2 separate regions of the Mus musculus genome follow, and region 1 is linked to region 2. The links are chromatin contacts, called in public promoter capture Hi-C maps. All regions are on one chromosome and are shown on one strand. Each heading gives the region's core, a stretch centred on a gene start, on an enhancer-like site or on the middle of the called end of the contact. The rest is flanking DNA. Distances are from core to core; before and after follow the strand shown.

The links. Capture Hi-C pulls out chosen DNA fragments and counts their contacts.
Region 1: a promoter capture Hi-C map of pancreatic islet shows a contact between it and region 2. The contact joins the promoter of Fgfr4 here to the promoter of Lman2 in region 2. A contact is called at or near these places in 6 of 115 datasets of contacts at active chromatin or transcription factors (bone marrow-derived macrophages, embryonic stem cells and extraembryonic endoderm stem cells) and 2 of 9 other capture datasets (liver and pancreatic islet).

What each region holds. Positions count from the first base shown.
Region 1 is chr13:55,150,190-55,154,863 of GRCm38.p6, forward strand. It overlaps Fgfr4 (fibroblast growth factor receptor 4), which reads left to right and starts at 2,629. Exons shown (of 18, transcript NM_008011.2): 1 at 2,629-2,738.
Region 2 is chr13:55,360,965-55,366,971 of GRCm38.p6, forward strand. Lman2 (lectin, mannose-binding 2) reads right to left here and starts at 1,819. Exons shown (of 8, transcript NM_025828.3): 1 at 1,424-1,819; 2 at 1,157-1,275. The coding sequence starts at 1,625.

The sequences.
Region 1 (4,674 bases), core at 1,379-3,878, 210 kb before region 2:
GAAAGATCCTGTGAGAGTGTGAAACCGTTCAGTCAAGAGATTTAGAGAGTATATGTTTGGAACGGGGGTGGGGGGGTGACAGTCTGAGGGCCTTGGGAACCTTGGAAGACAGTGGGGTTACAGGAAGTTCTTAGTTAATTAGCAAGGGCTCAGGATACACCTCAGGATTGGAATGAAATCTGTGTTGTAGGGTCTAGCTCCTGTTGTCAGCTCATCAAGGACCCCAAGAACTGAATTTAATAAGTGGAGTCCGTGGAGGACCGGGAGAAGAGAGGTCCTGGCATTCTGAGGTGAGCTCTCTGCAAAGCAGGTCCTCCAGCTAGACACCTCCTTCCTCCTGGACACTTTTGAGGGGCTAGACTGTTGACTGGTGGATCACGTGGATCATGCTAGACTTTTTTTTTCTCTCCCCGGACCCTGAGTGTATACATGCACGCATGTGTGTGTGTGTGTGTGTGCATGCATGTGTTTGGCACCCATATGGTGACTCACAACCATCCATAACTCTAGTTCCAGTGGATCCAAGATCTTCGGGTTTCCAAACCATCACTGCATGCAGTACGTGCACACAGCCATACGTGCACACAGAATAATGAAATTAAAGTGTAAATAAGGTTAAAAGTCAAGATATGAATAGAGGAAGGGAGAATTGGTTTAGAGCATGCTGTTTCTTCCAAGAGTCCACACTGATGGTTCATGGTAACACACGCAAGCACACTCATGCACACAATAGATTTTTTTTTTTTTTTTTTGGTTTTTCGACAGGGTTTCTCTGTATAGCCCTGGCTGTCCTGGAACTCACTTTGTAAACCAGGCTGGCCTCGAACTCAGAAATCTGCCTGACTCTGCCTCCCGAGTGCTGGGATTAAAGGCGTGTGCCACCATGCCCCACTGATTTTTTTTTTTTTTTTGAAGGAAAGGAAGCTGCTGCTTCCCAGGCAGGCTCTCATCCCTGAGTGATAGCTAGGAGCTCTGCAGATGGCCTGAGTTGAGCTTTTTTTTTTTCCAAAACGCTTCATAGAGGCAAACATCTTGGGACTTCAGGTGAAATTTGGCCTGGCTGACTTCATAGCTAAGCTACAGTCCATTCGATTGACAGAAGTGCTGGTAGATGAGATACACCTGAGCCAGGTGGGGGTGGAGCTCTCTGGAGGCACCTGCTGTGTGCCAGGCACTTGAGATACAAAAGTGAAGTCCACTGACTCAGTTCCTGGCTTCCGGGAGCTTAGTGGTCGGTCCCCAGCTGATTACATGAATAACAACTATGCAGTTACAGCCTGCCAAGTGCGAAGAAGAAAGAATGGCTGTTAGTGCTCACAGGTCAGATATGAACATGTGAATTCTCCTTCCAGCAAGTCTCTTCAGCAGCCTACTATCATTTACTGATTTGCTGAGGAGCAAACAAAGACAGAGACAAGGCTGATAGACAGTACTGAGATTCAGGGCTCATTCTTTTCTCCATCCTAACAAAGGGGACTTGGCAAATCCCCAGGGATGTCCTGGGGCCTTGAACGGAGACCAAAGTGCCAGACCAATAGAGAGCAGGTTAGACTAGGAACAGGGGATGGGTGAGCAAAGACCCAGGGATAGGATGGGGAGCAACACAGGAGGAGGAGGTCTGTACATGTGGACCAGACCACCATGTCATCACAACACTATCTATGTAAAAACCAGAGGAAGTATTCTTTTAAAGCATTATTTATTTTATGTATGTGAGTCCACTGTAGCTGCTCTCAGACACAGCAGAAGAAGGCATCGGATCCCATTACAGATGGTTGTGAGCCACCATGTGGTTGCTGGGAATTGAACTCAGGACCTCTGGAAGAGCAGTCAGGGCGGGGCAGTGGTGGCACACGCCTTTAATCCCAGCACTTGGGAAGCAGAGGCAGGCAAACTTCTGAGTTTAAGGCCAGCCTGGTCTACAAAGTGAGTTCCAGGACAGCCAGGGCTATACAGAGAAACCCTGTCTTGAAAAAACAAAAACAAAAACAAAAACCCCAAACAAACAAAAAGAAACAACAAAAAAACTTTTTAGAGTGAAAATTTAAACTTTTAAAAATAAAAGCACAACTTTTTACAAATTAAAGTTTAAAGTTTTTTCCTCTCTCTCTTTCTCTCTCTCTCTCTCTCCCTCCCTCCCCCCCCCCTCTTTTCCGAGACTGTGTTTCTCTGTATAGCTCTGGCTGTTCTAGAACTCACTCTGTAGACCAGGCTGGCCTCGAACTCAGAAACCCACCTGCCTCTGCCTCCCCAGTGCGCCGCCGCCACCCCGACCGACCGAGATATATTTTAAATATCCTCTGAAGGTCGCTCAGGCCAAGGAGAGGTCAGGTCTCTCTGATGTTCTGTGATTTCACGGAAAACCAGAGAGCCTGGTGAGTGCCAAATTGAGGAAGAGCAAAGGATAGAGCAAGGTAGCAAGTTAGACCTTGCAGGTTGGACGTGGGGCCCCGGAACGACTGAGACTGGGCGATCCAGTCCCAACGGGGAGCTCCCGCACTAGGGTACCGGGCTGACATTTGCCGGGTCTCGGACCACGCCTCTCAGATCAGAAGTGGTCCAGGAGGGGCGGAGTCCGAGGTGGGCGGGGCAGGAGGGGGCAGCCCCCCGCCACGCTGCAGTTGCAGGGACATTCCTGGCTCTTCGGCCCGGGGCGGAGGAGCTCCGGGCGGGTGAGTGTGCCAGCCCTGCCGGGATCGTGACCCGCGCGCGCGGGAGCCGGGCGGCGGAGGAGCCAGGTGAGCCGGGCCCCTGCGCCGGGAGCGGAGCCCTCTAGCTCTGGGCCAGTTGGGCCACACACCGTACTCCCGGCCGCCGTGGGGACAGCGGCCGTGGAGCTCCCGAGCTGCCCCCTCTGTCCCGGGGACCTTGGCGCCCGCGCGGCGGGAGTGGTTGGGTGGAGGGGGCGGTAAATCAGTAACCCGCAGCGCACACAGGGCCTTTTGTCCCCCTCCGTTCAAAGAGCACCCTGGTCACCGCTCTGGTTACTTATTGCCCACCGGGGCGGGGGCGATGGGCCAGCTGTCTATGCAACTCCGCACGGGGACCGCTGACGTGCACCTCCCTCCAAGAGCGACGGGGTGGGGGCATTAAAGTAAGAGCACTGTCGCCCCTGGCAAAAAAAAAAAAAGTAATGCTCGCAGTCGCTTGCACAGAGTACCTCATCGCGTGAGTGCAGGAGGGTGAACAACTTAGCGCTCTCTGATGACAGTCCCAAGTGCTAGCGATCCTAAGGGGCCAGCCTTGGTGACCAGACTAAGAATTCTGTGGTTGTGAGTTCAGGGTAACCTGTGAGTGGGAATAAAACCTCCCCGGACCTGTCCGCCCCAACCCAAGCTGGAGATGAAGCATGGCCCTCTCTGCTTTGCAGGGTGTGGTAGGAGTCTTTTGCAGATGGGCCGAGCAAACTAGGGGGTAGGGGACAGATCAAGGTTTTAAGGCAATAGAGGAACACGGAGGTACAGGCAAGGGAGCAAACATGTCGGCGTTTAGAATTTACTGAAGGGACAGACTGTGGGAGTTACAAGGTTGACACTGGCATTTAAAATGAAGCGTAGAAAAGCTGGGCCCAGCACATGGGCCTTGATGGGTAGTACTAGCCAGGCTGAGGCAGGAGCCTCACCATTTGTAGACCTGCTTGGTTTGCAGAGTGAGTTTCAATGCCAGTCTTCCTGGTCAACTTTAGTGAGAACTTGTCTCAAAATAATAGAAAAAGAAACAGGAGGGTCCTGCAGTTAACCCTTAGGGGCTTGTAATCTGGGTGACAGGGAGAAAAAACAAAATCAAAACAAAAAAACTAGTGGGCAGTGAAGAACCAAGGTTTGCCAAGATACCAAGCGAGAAATGACCATGACCTAGTCTCTGTGGGGCAGGGGAGCTGAGAGACATTGAGGTCAGTAGACTGATTAGGCCTGAGTCTTCCTCAGCAGTGGGCTGAGAAAAACCCTCGGCAGGGTTCCCAGTTTGGTAAAGTATGGAATGCATCTTCTAAGAATCATGCTGTTTTCTTCAACTGTCACTCACTAACATTGGCCTGATACGGAGATTAGCATGGCCCCTGTGCAAAGATGGCGCGCACACTCACAAGAGCAGGGCCCCAAAGAAAAAGAACACTGATCCAAAGATGCTGGTGACACCTGGCTGTTATCCAGGACTAGGTAACAGCCTGTGCGTCCCTGGGACTCCACTGGTTCCCTGGTCAAGTTAAGGCTTAGGTCTGAGTCTTCCTTTTGTGAAACAGATGCTCCACTACAGCATGTGGACAAGTCTGTGTATCAGACTTAAACTCCATATCAGAAGCAGAGACTGAGTCATGTCAGACAAACGGTGCCGGTGCACACTCAGTATGGGGACTGGGAGAATGTCTCACCGATGCCCTGTGTGTGCCATCCCTCCATATATGGTCCCTTTTTGTCCCTGAAGCAACCCTATGATGATAACAATTCAGAAAGGGACAAAGGTAGGTAGGTCTTGGCAGGAATCAGGATTTGAATTTGTCGCTACCAGACATGTAAAACCTGTGCCAATTACAGAGCCAGCTAGACAGGAAGCTCAATGGCAGAGGCTTTGCTTAGCATGCAAGGAGGTCCTGGGTTCAACCCACAACTCTGAAAAACAATAAACAAAGCCAAACAAGCTCCTACGCTGTCTAAGATGAAGCTGTGAGGGAACAAA
Region 2 (6,007 bases), core at 569-3,068:
CAGTCATGGAGGGACACGCTGTGCTGAGAGAATGTAGTTTTCCATTCATGAGAGAGCTCAGGCTCTAAGGGACAGAGCCAAAGCTGAAGGAAGAGGGTAACCACAGACGCCCCTAGCAGCACTGTGGAGGCAGGAGGCAGGGAGAGAGGAGGTGCTGCGGGGACGAGCCAAGTGAGGCAACACAAGGACAGTGTAGTCTCCCAGAACTAATGGCAAAATCAACCAGAAGGGCCAAGAGAATACAGTGATGGAGAAAACTAGGCCACTGCTGACAGTAGAGGGAGAAGGGAGGGTTAGACCAAGCAGGCTAGAGAGAAGCAGGTTTCTTTTCAAGCCATGGCCTATCCCTAAATCACTTCTTTTCTCCCCTTGGACAACCTACACTCCTTGGTGTAGACATTGCACAACACTGTTACCACACCAAGGCAATAACATCTCTGGCTCCCTGCTCTCTAAAGGCAAAGGCCACAGCCAGTAAGTTCAGTGTAGATATAGCTAACAAGACTCTCAACCTAGCACAGAGAAAGGTAACTAGGACTGTTAAATATCTTGAAGGGGGGTTCTCCCATTGCTAACCAGGAGGCATCGGGTGTATCAAGGGAATTGATAAGAGTGGAGATCAGAAAGATCAGTTGAAATACTGTTTATTCTATTCGGTGGCTATATACTACCTCAGCATAAAGTCACGAAATCTATTCATTCCAAACACCTTGTTTGAGAACTAAATCTGGTAAGGTTTGGCAAGGTCAGTACCCTACACACAGTAAAATAGGCCGTAAGGATAAAGTTTCGCCCTTCCCTCGATTAAGTGGGTTCGATTTAGTCTGACAACTCCACTCATTTCTTGTTCTATGACTTCAGGGATGTTCAACTCTGCACCTTGGCTTCTTGCTTCGTAAGCCATCAAAAAAGCAGACATCATTACTTACCTTGTGTGATTTCTGAAGAAAGAGGTGAAAGTGTTTTAAGAGTCACGCACACTTTCTGACATACAGTAACTATACAAGTCGCTCTGAACGATCTGTGCGACCAGGACAGAAAAATCGGCAGGACAAGAAAAAAAAGGAGCACGTGTATCTACTAAGCTTGGTTGCTGACGAGGCAGGGACTACTGTGTCAGTGAACGGTCATGTTCAGCCTCTTGGGAGAGCCTCACCTGGTGGTTCCAGATCGAGCCCTCTTTGCTGCGCTCGTCCGGGGTCAGGCGCACGTACTGGCTCGTCAGCATCGTGCTGCCTTGGAAGTCCCAGAGCGGCATGGAACTGGAACCGACCCCTGTGGGCAGAGACGGACGTGGACAGGTGCTCAGAGGGCCGCGCCAGAAATCTACTGCGCTGCGCTGCTCTGCTCGACAGAACGGGCCATGCCCTCCTCCATCCCACTTCGGCCCGCGTCCTCACCCTCAGCTACAGGCCTCCCTCACCTTGGTAGGGCTTGATGAGCGAGTGCTCCCGCTTGAGGTGTTCGCTGTTGCCGTCGGTGATATCCGCAGCCACCGGCCCCAGCAACAGAAGCAAATGTAGAAATGTCGTGGGGCTCGGGCCGGGGCCAGGAAGCCCAGGCCTCCCTGGGCACCGCTGACCCCAGCCCCAGCCCCAGCGCCAAAGCCAGGCCTCGGCCGCCATTCTCCTTGTTCTCTCGGCCACTTCCGCCCTAAGACTTCCGCCTTCCGGGTGTCTTTTCTAATGGTCTCCGGCCGGAAGCCCTCCAAACTAGGATCACAGGAGAGTTAAGAAGGAAAGCCTCGCCGCCAGCGGGATGGCAGCCTTATTGGCTGGCCAGCCTCCTATCCCAGTAGAGCGCGGCTCCATAACTTTGGAGGTTCCTGGTCGCCTGACAGCCGGCCACGGCCGAGGGTTCTCATGAGCGACAAGGGGATCCAACCAATCATGGAGCAGCACGTTAGGCTTGCAGGCCAACGAAATGCAGAGGTCTCTCCTGGGACGGGGGAAAGCGAGCAGCGTCGTCGAAGCGGAGCATGCTGGAACTTGTAGTTTCGCGGTCTGCTTGTGCAAGCCGAGCACCCTGCTCAGTCCTAAGCTTCTGAAAAGATGGTGACTTTGAAGTGACCTTTCCAGTACAGTGGGAAAGCCTCACTGGAGTGACTCGGTGGGTGGGGCAAATCCTTTAGGCCACCTCAAGCTAGTACCACGCCTCTGGAGACTTAAAAGAGGCCAGTTATTTGAGGACCTCCTCTACCCCGCAATGACTCCAGCAGTCAGATAGAAGCAGGAGGAGCAGATCAGATTCTGACCTGGAACCTCAGGGAACGCCGGAAGACATCTGACTCCAAAAAGTATCAGTTCTTGTTGACACACCAAGTGTGTGTGGAAGGACCCAGGACAACTGGCTCCGGATAGTTGAACACTGTGGTCTCTAGCCCAGATACCATTCTATTGTACCTATTAATCTACTTAGGAAAAAGTTTAGTTGCCAGTACTATTTTTATTTTTTTTTAAAAAAAAAAAAGGAGCTTAAATTTACCTTAGAAATCCTGATTTCAGGGGCTGCAGAGATGGCCCAAGGATTAGGCGTACTTACTGCACCAGGCTGGCCTTGAACTCACAAAGATCTACTCGCCTCTCCTTTCTAAGCACTGGAATTAAAGACATGTGCTATTTATGCATGCCTTCCAATATACTTTAAATCATCTCTAGATTACATGTAACACTTAACAAATTGTATGTAATAGTGATGTTGATAGGAAACCCCAAAAAAGTTTGTGTTCAGTAAAAAGTGTGCTGGCTAGTTTTGTTTTGGTTTTGATTTTGGTTTTTTGAGACAGGGTTTCTCTGTATAGCCCTGTCTATCCTGGAACTCACTCGACAGACCAGGCTGGCCTCAAACTCAGAAATCTGCCTGCCTCTGCCTCCCAAGTGTTGGGATTAAAGGTGTGCACTATCACCGCCCAGCAGAAGTGTGCTGGCTAGTTTTATGTCAACGTTTCACAAGCTAGAAAGGAAGGAACATTTGAGTTGAGAAAATGCCTCCATAAGATCTGGCTATAGGGCTGGAGAGATGGCTCAATGGTTAAGCGCACTAACTGCTCTTCCAGAGATCCTGAGTTCAATTCCCAGCAACCACATGGTGGCTCACAACCATCTGTAATGAGATCTGATGCCCTCTTCTGGTGTGTCTAAAGACAGTGTTAGTGTCCTCATATAAATTAAATAAATAAATCTTTAAAAAAAGATCTGGCTATAGGACATTTCCTTAATTAGTGATTGATGCTGCAGTAAGGTCCACTCCATGGTGGGTTGTGCAATCTCTGGGCTGGTAGTCCTGGGTTCTATTAAAAAACAAGCTGAGCAAACCAGTAAACAGCACCCTTCAACAGTCTCTGTATCAGCTCCTGCCTCCTCCAAGTTCCTGTCCTGTTTGAGTTCCTGTCCTGACTTTCTTTAGTGATGAACAGCCAGTGATGTAGAACTGTAACCCAAATAAACCCAATCCTCTCAAAGTTGTTTTTGGTTACAGCAATAGTAACCCTATTTAAGACAAGAAACAGGGCTGGTGAGATGGCTCGGTGGTTAAGAGCACTGACTGCTCTTCTGAAGGTTCTGAGTTCAAATCCCAGCAACCACATGGTGGCTCACAACCATCCGTAACAAGATCTGACACCCTCTTCTGGAGTGTCTGAAGACAGCTACAATGTACTCACATATAATTAAAAAAAAAAAAAGACAAGAAACATTTTTTTCTGAATATCTCTCATCTATGATTAGTTGAAACCACAGATCTAGATCCTGTTGATATGAGGGTTATGTTTATAGATATATATTGTGTGCATGTGTGTGCACATAAATATATAGAAAGAGAACATACCTGTACAACAAAGGCCTCCCTGCTTCTTGTCTCCTAACGAGCACCCTCTTCAGAGATTTCCCTGCACCCGTACACGCATTGCACTAAACTTCACTTGAGGGCTGAGCTTGTCAGGTACAGTCCCAGCTGAGTCCCAACAATGTAGAGAAGCACACCTGGGAACTAATTAGCTGGTGAAAGTATATTTGTTCTAGAACCTGTCATTGGGTGGTGGAGAAGAAGGAGGAGTTCATCCAGGGTTTGTCTGCAGAGGCAGCAGAGCTAGGGTGTGAACTGAAAAAGAAGCACAATGGAACAGACGAGGAGTTTGTGGTATCTGAGCATCGTAGCGTATTCCTGCAATCCTTGGGAAGCAGAAGCAGGAGGGTCAGGAATGCAGTCATCCTCGGGTACATAAGGATCTTGAGACTACCCGAGGGCTGTGGGAGACTCCGTCTCAATCAAACAAGCAACACTGTGGAATTGGGAAGCGTGGTGGATAGGTGGTATAATGGTTGCTCTTCACAGCCAACTTGACTGGGTTTACAGTGACCTTTGAGACAGATCGCTGGGCATGTCTGTGAGGTGTCAGTGAATATGGAAGGCTTATTCCAAGTGCTGGAGTCCTGGACTGAAGAAAAAGGACAAAGCAAGCTATGCAAACAGCACTCATGTCTGTCTGCTTCCTGTCCACAGAAGACAGGTGAGCAGGGTGCCACATAAGAAGATGGACAGACAGTGCGCTGTCCTCTGATCCATCAAACGGGAGCCATGAGCAGCATTCATATAATAGTCATGAGGACCAAAGCAAATCTTGTTAGGAGAGGACCTTGTATACCGTAATGCACCCCATGAAATCTGAATGCAGCCTGGGTCCATGGCACAGCAGATAAGCAGACTGGGGGCAGGTCACATAAGCACTCTCGCAGGCATGCTATTCACTCATTTATTCTAGGGCTGGGCAGTGTCTTAGTTGGGGTTTTACTACTGCGAAAAGACACCATGACCAAGGCAACTTTTTTTTAAATTGAACTAATTTTTTATTATATTCAACACAATATATATTTTATACCAATCATAAAAATGATGGGGGCTGGAGAGATGGCTCAGCGGTTAAGAGTACTGACTGCTCTTCCAGAGGTCCTGAGTTCAATTCCTAGCAACCACATGGTGGCTCACAATCATGGTGGCGCTAGGGAATGAATTGTAGGCACAATTATTTGGATACAGATTTCCTGCTACAGTCAAAGCTATTTGACTTGAGTGATTGTCATCATTCTCAGCGTGCAGGAAACAGGTTACAGTCATTTAAGAAATGGTGTGTGGGCCGAGCAGTGGTGGTGCATGCCTTTAATTCCAGCACTTGGGAGGCAGAGGCAGGCAGATTTCTGAGTTTGAGGCCGGCCTGCTCTACAGAGTGAGTTCCAGGATAGACAGGGCTATACAGAGAAACCCTGTCTCAAAAAACCGGAAAAAAACAAACAAACAAGAAATGGTGTGTGTATTAAGATGGTCTATTCATGAAGTCACTCATCAACTGTTTCAATGAACAATGGTTCTACTTGGAGGGTGGCACGGACATTAGGTGAGGGTAAGATTCTGGTTCATTGGCTGTGATGATTTTGAAAAGCATTCATCTCAGGAAAAGAGTAACTTATAAGGTCCTCTTCTTCAAAATTGATACAATAATTATAAATATCAAACAAAATATTCAGTCTCACTCTTTGTTGTTCTCTTACAAGCCACCTTCCAAATTAATTTTTCACGCTTCTTTTGGCTGTATAAATAATTTTGAAATATGGAAACTGTTCTGAAAACCATAGTATAGTGTGAAAACATCAAATAAACAATCCTACTAATAGAGAGACTGAGATGGGGGAAGCATGATTTCAAGACCATCATGCGGTACACAGCAAGACACTGTCACATACAATCAAGCAGAAAGTGTATATGGATTGTACAATATTGGACCTATTTCTCCAGTTACCAAATTAGAGAGAACACTGGTTGATAGCCCACAAATTTCTAATTCCTCATATTTTTGAAAATTAATAGGAAGTAACAATCACTTTCCTTAATATCTCTTAATATGAAAATTAATATTACCAACATATCCTAATCCATTGAAATTCAAAAACTGACAGTAAAGTATCCAGAAAGAGATAAATAAACTACAGTGACACACCTACTCCAGCAAGGCCAC